Regions from separate parts of the Zea mays genome. Here regions 2 and 3 are each linked to region 1. The links are chromatin contacts, called in public Hi-C maps. All regions are on one chromosome and are shown on one strand. The core of a region is the stretch at or near the end of the contact, and the rest is flanking DNA. Distances in the headings are between cores, read along the strand shown. Region 1 holds the start of LOC103643131 (protein indeterminate-domain 16). Region 2 holds the start of LOC100192506 (Zinc transporter SLC39A7). Region 3 has its middle 3.8 kb from the start of LOC111590710.

Region 1 (2,772 bases), core at 176-2,675:
TACCCATGGTTATGTAAGTAGAAATTACAATATATACCATCCTTCTTTTCTCACCTTAAATAAACAAACAAGGGTATTGTTGTCTTTGTGAATAATCTACATTTGTATAATCTAAACTACCAAACAACTACATATAGATTATAATATATCTAGATTATAATCTGGATTATATAATTTAGATTATAATCCAGATTATATAATCTATAAGCTGAAACAAACAGGCCCTTAGCTAGCTAGCGTGGCTCTTTCGACCATATGCATGGTCAATACATACGTGTTTTTTCTTCTCATGCATTAGGCGATTTTTCACCACGTACGGTGTGATTATAGCTTGATAGCTTCGGTGTGTTGATTTGTATATAACCATGTTTTTTTTCAATCCAATGTATGTATTCGCAATATAGCATAACCGATAATCAATAGATGGCCTTGCATTGGTTATAAAGGTACATCATTTTAGTTTTTTTTTTTGACAAGATCTTCCTTGATTGGCTCCTCTAGCTGTTCACGATATAGAAACATACATTAACATGGTCTACCGTGTACCAAGTAAGTCCACTTCAATACATATTCGCAATGCTTTGATTAATTGATTAAATCGATACTCCCTCCGTCCATTTTAAAATAATAGTATTCGTTTTACCTCTTCATTTTTATGTCATAAAATATTCAACTGGATAACGTTGAATAAAGACACTATATAGAACACATATCAAGTATTGTATGAATAATTCAATAAAAAACCAAAACAAATTTTATTTTGGGACGGAGGGAGTATGTGATGTTATTAATTTTGGTGCATCCTATAAAACTTATCGAAGTTATATAAGTTTGAAATGAGCATAACTAAGATAATACATATTTCGAAACAGATTGAGTAGTTAATAATTAGTTTTAACATAACTCTACACATAAAATTACTGCTGGTTCTGTTGGCATTAAATGAAAACGGGTTATCAAAATTTTCGTACATATTTTTAAAAAAATGATTCGTGTAGTTATCTTTCTTTCAGTGTTCGCCTGTGCACTGTCATTATATGACAAATAAAACAGACGATTCCTTCTCTAGGATAATGAAAACAATCCCTCCCTACTTTTTTTTAAAAAAAAAATCTGAAATTTACTGGTATGTGATAGCTAGCGCTGCCTAGGTTCTTTCATAGGCCGAGCTGAGCAGGAATTTTTGTGCAGCCATCCATTCCATTCAACACCATCTTCTCGCTCTCCCATACAAAAATTCGTTATTTTATATAAAAGACATAAAAACGGATTATTTGGAACCAAGCCATCACATCCAGAAGGCCTAGAACTTGCAACCAGTAGACAGTAGTAATTGGCTTCCAGATCCAAAAGAAAAAACTTAACCCCACCAGGCAGGAACCCAATAAAACACCAACCAACTCATCTCCTTCCTGGAGCTCCCCACACACCCTCCCTGCATGATGCAATCCTAAAGAAAGCTGCTGAAACCTAAAGCTGGTAGAAAGCTGCCTCCCCTCCCCCCTATGGTGTTGTCTGTGTAGCAGCAAAGCCAAAAAAACAACACTGCTCCTCCAAAGACCTTTTCCACCCTCACTCTCTCTCTCTCCTCTCCCCTCTCCTCGCCCTCTCTCTCTCTCTCAAATTCATTCCTAGCTGTACCCACATCTCTCTCCCCCGGCCCTTTTGTTTTGTTTATTCACAACTCTCCTCCGTCCTCGCTCTCATCTGGTCCGCACTCCGGAGGAGTGATTTACCTCCCCCTCCGGCCTCCAATCTTATATAGAGATGCCTCAATTCCATTGCCCCATTCCCATCGCCTGACCTCCAGCTCCAGGCTTTTGAATTGTGATCGTGAGAGCAAGTAGAACACGGAGAGATTTGTTTGCACAGTTGCAGGAGAGAGGATATATACAGGGAGTCGGTTCTTTGGTTTGCTGATTTGCTTGGGGTGGCATTTTGTTACCCAACCAAAGACTGATCTAGCGAGAAGGAGAGGCACACAAGTGACGGCAGTGCCGTGCGCGCGGCGCCACCCCCACCACACCATGTTGAGTTCTTGCGCGCCAACGACGGCCTTTCCGCCCCCAGAGGCGGGGGCCGCCGCGCCACCGGAGCCGTTCCGGTCTCTGCAGATCGCCACGACCACCAGCGCCGCCGGGGCCAAGAAGAAGCGGCGTCCCGCCGGCACTCCTGGTAAGCGCCCGTCTCTCACGGAACATGCATCCAATTACGCACGACGTAATACACAAGTGGAGAGGCAGCATGGAGATATATAAAGAAAGAAAGAAAGAAGCTTTATTTATTATTATTATTTTTTAAATTGCTCTCCACAAAACTCACTCAATCTTGGCTACGGCCTACGTACACGGCCGGCCGGCGACAATGGAGCTAGCAGACCCCGACGCGGAGGTGGTGTCGCTGTCGCCGCGGACGCTGCTGGAGTCGGACCGGTACGTGTGCGAGATCTGCGGGCAGGGGTTCCAGCGCGACCAGAACCTGCAGATGCACCGGCGGCGGCACAAGGTGCCGTGGAAGCTGCTGAAGCGGGAGGCCGGGGAGGCGGCGCGGAAGCGCGTGTTCGTGTGCCCGGAGCCGAGCTGCCTGCACCACGACCCCTCGCACGCGCTGGGCGACCTCGTCGGCATCAAGAAGCACTTCCGCCGCAAGCACAGCGGCCACCGCCAGTGGGCCTGCGCCCGCTGCTCCAAGGCCTACGCCGTCCACTCCGACTACAAGGCCCACCTCAAGACCTGCGGCACCCGCGGCCACACCTGCGACTGCGGCCGCGTC
Region 2 (2,772 bases), core at 169-2,668, 170 kb after region 1:
GAAAAATATGTTAAAAACATGTTTAACCATTTGCATTTCTACTTATCTTTTGTAGGAGAAAGGAATGTCACTTTGTATATGAGAAAGTGCAACCATCACAGATCCGTTACAATACAGTTTTATGTAATCAAGTATGTGTTTCAAACAGATGACATGATTCCATTTGTCTACTTTTGTCGCACTGTTTGGTTGATTTATTCTCTGCTGAATGAGTAGAAACACATCAGAATGAATTTCGATACAACCTGAGTTTTCTATGCTATTTACAACATCCATCATGGACAAAATTTTAGAGGCAACATTTCATATGCAGGGTCAATTGCCCCTGGATGAAACAAAATTCACAGGATACCAGATAATTCATCTCTGTGACTTTCACTGAATGCAGATATTACTTTTTAATAGCTTGTAATTGCAGAAGATTATCATAGGGTACATGAATTTCAAGTTGCGTTCGCTAGACTGACAGGAGAAATGTAATGTACTTGGCTAGGTAGCTCTCAGGATTTGCTAAGGAAAACACACAAAGTTGAGTAGATTGTAGACAAATATCCATTTGCTAGCTCGATTTAGCAAGATCCTTCAAAGAGCTGCACAATCCCCACTTACCCCAAACACTGCAAGCGAATCCACTATGGCCTTAGACGGTTTCCCCTTAACTGCAGAATTGAAATAAACCAGACAATCAGGACCTGCGCAGAAGGGCAAGCAAATAATCCCCAGATTGCAACGGGCCAAGCGGGGGCACTCACAGAAGATGACCGGCAAGAGGACGAGGCAGACAAGGGACGCCATACTGACCAGCAGCGAGCACCCCATCGCGCTCAGCCACACGCCTGCTCGATCAAATCCCCAAATCATTCAATCGCCTCGGATGAAATCGCGCCTCAAGCGCAAAAACGAGCAGGATCGGAACAAAAAAATGTCTAACCCATGGGCGATGTCTCCATGTCGCCGTGGCTGTGGTGATGGTGGTGGTGGTGGTGGTGGCCGTGGTCATGGTCTTCGTAACCGAAGGACTCGAGCTCGAGATCCGCCTCCTCCGCCATCTCCTCCGGGAGCAGCCGCTGGATCTCGCCGTGTCCATGGCCGTGGTGATGGTGATGGTGGTGCTCATGGTCCGCGCCGCCGCCGCAGCTGTGGCCATGGTCGTGGCGTTCGTGTGGTTCGCCGTGGCCGCCGTGGTCGTAGAAGGGGCAGGAGGACTCAAAGTGCCCAGCGGCGGGGGCGGCCAGGGCCGCGGCGGCCACCAGGAGCAGCAGTACGGTGGCGAGGCTTTGGCGGCGCATTATGGCTCGCGCGTCGGTGCGTCCGCGGGGTTTTGGGGTGGGAGCGCTTGCAGACGCGCTCTATGGTGACCACGACGACGAGAACAAAGAAGAGCCCGAGTGACAATGCCAATCACCACCCGAGCATCACCACTCACCACATCCAGGTCTATAGACACTTAGGGTCCCTTTGGTTTGACTTCCAGGGAGAGATTCACGTTCTGGAATTTTAAAACGCAGCCAAAGGGGCTTGGGATGGAAAGCGATTCTCTAAAATTTACCGATTCCCGTAAGTTATTTTGGAATCACGTGGTACCCCAGATTTCAACGGATTCCCCTCCGAAATTACCCGCACTGCCACTCTTTACAAACGTAACGCTTCGTTTATTTTTTCCCGAGCGTCCTCTTTTCTTCCAGCGGCGCGTCTCGACTCCTCCCCTTCGTCCCCATCGGAGCACAAGCAAGCTCCCAGGATCCGCGTCTGGATCCCCTCCCGCCGCCCCTGGATCCGCTCCCGCCAGCGCCCCTGGGTCCGCTCCCGCGCGGCGCCCCTGGATCCGCTCCCGCGCGGCGCCCGTCGATCCGCTCCCGCGCGGCGCCCGTCGATCCGCTCCCGCCAGCGCCCCTGGATCCGCTCCCGCGCGGCGCCCGTCGATCCGCTCCCGCGCGGCGCCCGTCGATCCGCTCCCGCGCGGCGCCCGTCGATCCGCTCCCTTAGAGCTTGTTCGATTAGCTTTTAATACATACATATGAATTGAGTGAGATTGAATGGGTTTGAATCCCAAACAAATCAAACTTCTTCTTAATTTTTTCCAATCTCATCCGATCCATATGTATTGGGAATAACCGAAGAAGGCCTTAGATGGTCAAACGTGTTGTCCGGCACCATAGCACTTAATACTGAATTTTCTCACATTTTAGGGTACACACGCGTTCATGTTCAGCGGTATTACGTGTTCTAATGTACTAGAGATCTAGGCCTCTCATTCTATTTATGTGTGTGTTATGGACGCGCACGCGTGTGTGTTGTGGCGTTCTTGTACCCTCATAAAAAAAACACTAGCACTATTAGACACGACACTAGACACTATTAGTAATTGTGTCATGCAGTATCGGTACTAGTGCCTAACCAGCTGCCTAGACACTACATTATATTGCCTAATCGTGTCGTATCGGCACTACTTCGTTTAAAAAACTCAAAAAAATATAAAAGATCTTTAAGATTGTATATATAATTTAAAACTTAAATATTTTTATCGTTATAAAGTGAATTCATTATGTTTAAAATCATAATAAATAACAATTTACAATCACAATCACGTCTATATACCATCGGTTGGTCTAAGTCGTGCTTAACTATGCCAGTCACCAAATCCCCCAGATTTAAGAGTTCTACCATCATTCTTTTTAAGTGGGGTAGTATTCCAGTGAGGTTGTTGCTATGGAGGAAAAGAAGACATGTGCATGTAGCAAGCTTGTGAAGGATCAGATCATCGAAGCATAT
Region 3 (2,772 bases), core at 86-2,585, 160 kb before region 1:
TTTCGTCACCATTGGTTTCTTCTATCCCCTTTGTTGTGATGGGAAGGAAACGAAGAACTAGTTTTTTTATATCTTGCTCCCATCTAATTATTGTTGACGAGAGACTTAAGAGTTTAAGTGGGTGTTTAAATGCACTAGAGCTATAGTTAGTTGAGTAAAAAAAATTCTAGTAGAATTAGCTAACAAATAGCTAACTACCCATTAGCTAATTTGTTAGACTATTTAGATATCTTCAGCTAATTTTAGTAGATGATTATTAGATCTAGTGCATTCAAACATAGCCTAAATCTACATAGGCTTGTTGAGGTTTTTTTAGATAATGGGAAAATATGTCCCGACCTACATCCGAAACGGATGACGGCTACACAAATCCACAAAACAAACAAATCCATTGCCACATGCGGCACAAACTCAAGCACAGTTGGGAGAGCAAAAACATAAAGGATACATCTTAGATAGTAATCCTATTAATAAATTGTCACCCATGATGAGCGAAGATTTGCATCACCGACACTTCTAACCTTCTGCAGGCATCCTTCATAATTTTGGCATCGTCTTCATGCTTTTGGAGGAGCGCCCAAGAACGACACCAATAAATTCCTCTAAAGAGTACCTGTATATAAGTTTGTATATGGCTTTTATAAAAAACAACATCATTTCTACACAACCATAATACCCAGCAAATGGCAGTAGCACCAACCAAAATCAACGACCGACACGACCCACAAAGGAAAGGAATCTACCCCCAGGCAAAGAAGGCTTACGGTACGGGCCTGTTAGACCAAAACCCCTGCAGCCCACTTGCAAAATAGCACCGAAGCACCGGCCCATCTAACGAAACCCTGAGGCCCCATCCAACGAAAGTAGATGATGCAAGTTCGGGTACGATTCGGCCGGCGCTCCTCCCCTTGTTGGGCCTGTGTCTCCCATCGCATCATTCATTCACCACATGCGGCATTTTGATTTCAGCGCAGCATTATTTTTATACATACGTTGGGGAAAAAAAGTGCCAAAGGCCGAAGCAGTGAAACTTGAAAGAAATGAAGAGACAGAACAGTTGGTCAAGTCGGCAGAGTGGCACGGCACAGTGTTGCGGAATGAAATGAAGTCGGAGATCCTATATGGGCGGGCGGCGGCGAGGTGCCCGGTCGTCGTCGGCCGCGCGAGCAGTGTCACATGGCATGTTTGTGTTGTGCCGGGGCACATCAGCAGGCGAATCAATCAATCAATCAATCAATCAGTGCGTGCTCTCGATGACGATGGATCGGCCCGGACCTCTCACGCAATGCGAGGTCCCGTCCTGATCACATGCGCTCCTAGCTACACAGGGCCCTGCCGGGTTCAATCCACCTCTAGCTGGGACTGGGACGGGAGGGATTAGGATTAGGATTGGGATTAGGACTAGGCAACCTAGCTAACTGTGGTAGGATCGCAGCAACTAACCCTCCTTCACTAGCGCTGGTCGGTGTCGTTCCTGCGAAGAAACGAAACCGACGACAGCTAGCTACTGATGATCAGAGTACTACCACAAGGGAATAATAATGTCGATTCATATATATAGTACGACGCGTCGTCGGCAATCTAATCATCGACGCCGACCGGCCGGTTTAGCACGAGGTATAGTATATAGCCTCTGGCTTTGTCTCTCACACGCTGCTGAGGTGACGCCACATGGCATGGAGATATATATATAGGGAACATAGCAAAACAGTAGGCATGCATATGCCAAGCGCATTATATTTCGCTACCAAGTGTAGGGTATACAGATACTACTAGTTGACCTGCAGCAAAGTACTACACCCCCACACCATCTAATAATAATGCAATAAGGCGGCATGGTTCTACACTTCGTTAACTTGACGTGATGATCTCATGGCCGGTTTAGCTGTTACCTCTCTCTTATTATATTGTACTCCGCCATATTGTTCATGGCCGCCGGCCAGGAGAATGTTGTGATCATCATGCATACTAGAGCGATGATACATCTGCCGCTAGCTCCTTATTTCTTTCTTCATCGACAACTTTGTTGTTGGAACCGAACGCGTGTTGGAGTTGGACCACGCAGCAGCAGGGGACGTTTATACTTGTTGGTAAGCTGTTGTTAGCGCTAATGATGACAAACAGACGAGGGGAAGTTTTCGCCTGAAAACAAGCTAAAACCTAGGAGCTAGCTACAGGTGAATCGAACTAGAGTAGGTAACTTAACTTGAGCCAGTCAGTCATGCGCGCTGGGCTGTGCAATGCATATGCACCGCTGACAATTGTAGGCCCAGCTGACAGAAAATATATAGACACATTTATGTGCGAGTCACGTCGCTAGCTCTGGATCTTGAGTCGCTTTGAAGGAGGCAACTGATCGATGTCTGACTCTGATGCTAACCATACCCTTGCAGTGAGTGTGAGTACAACGTAACCTACTAGAATAGAATCACGCATCAAATTAACACTCGTCGTCGTTGCCTCTGTACCGAGTAATTGTTGCTGCTGGCGGGCTTCCAGTTTTTTTCATTTTCTTTTTCAGATGGCGGAGCTCACGTCCGCTTCCCAGGTCCACGCACAGCTCACGTCCGGCTCCCCAATCAACCGAAAGCTGCCGCTGAGCTGAGACTGAGACGGAGGGGCTGACCGGTGGGGGCGTGCGTGATGCCCTCCTCCTCCTCGGAAAAGGTGAGTGGGTGGGTGGCCGTGCACACGCTGACACAGGCCAGTTGCTTTTCTGAGCTCTGCCTGTCTCTTCTGCCCAGATATGGGACAATCCTGCCTGGTCTCAAT

What was found. A called contact is a pair of places that touch in the nucleus more often than the background predicts.
Region 2: a contact with region 1 is called in a Hi-C map of ear, with 1.8 times the contacts expected there. The contact joins the promoter of LOC100192506 here to the promoter of LOC103643131 in region 1. A contact is called at or near these places in 3 of 25 Hi-C or Micro-C datasets (bundle sheath, ear and tassel).
Region 3: a Hi-C map of leaf shows a contact between it and region 1, with 2.9 times the contacts expected there. The contact joins the enhancer-like site here to the promoter of LOC103643131 in region 1. A contact is called at or near these places in 9 of 25 Hi-C or Micro-C datasets (bundle sheath, ear, leaf and 2 more) and 1 of 3 datasets of contacts at active chromatin or transcription factors (leaf).

What each region holds. Positions count from the first base shown.
Region 1 is chr1:202,837,006-202,839,777 of Zm-B73-REFERENCE-NAM-5.0, forward strand. LOC103643131 (protein indeterminate-domain 16) reads left to right here and starts at 1,426. Exons shown (of 4, transcript XM_008666284.2): 1 at 1,426-2,175; 2 at 2,378-2,772. The coding sequence starts at 2,028.
Region 2 is chr1:203,004,766-203,007,537 of Zm-B73-REFERENCE-NAM-5.0, forward strand. It overlaps LOC100192506 (Zinc transporter SLC39A7), which reads right to left and starts at 1,419. Exons shown (of 11, transcript NM_001137726.1): 1 at 932-1,419; 2 at 753-836; 3 at 610-659. The coding sequence starts at 1,289.
Region 3 is chr1:202,680,551-202,683,322 of Zm-B73-REFERENCE-NAM-5.0, forward strand. No RefSeq gene overlaps it. Among protein-coding and RNA genes, the nearest start is that of LOC111590710, 3.8 kb to the left of the region's middle. Within about 2 kb of position 1,336, at least 17 of the 20 cell types and tissues checked have an H3K27ac peak or open chromatin away from gene starts, as enhancers often do. A contact at or near this core is called in bundle sheath, ear, leaf and 2 more, where this site is marked.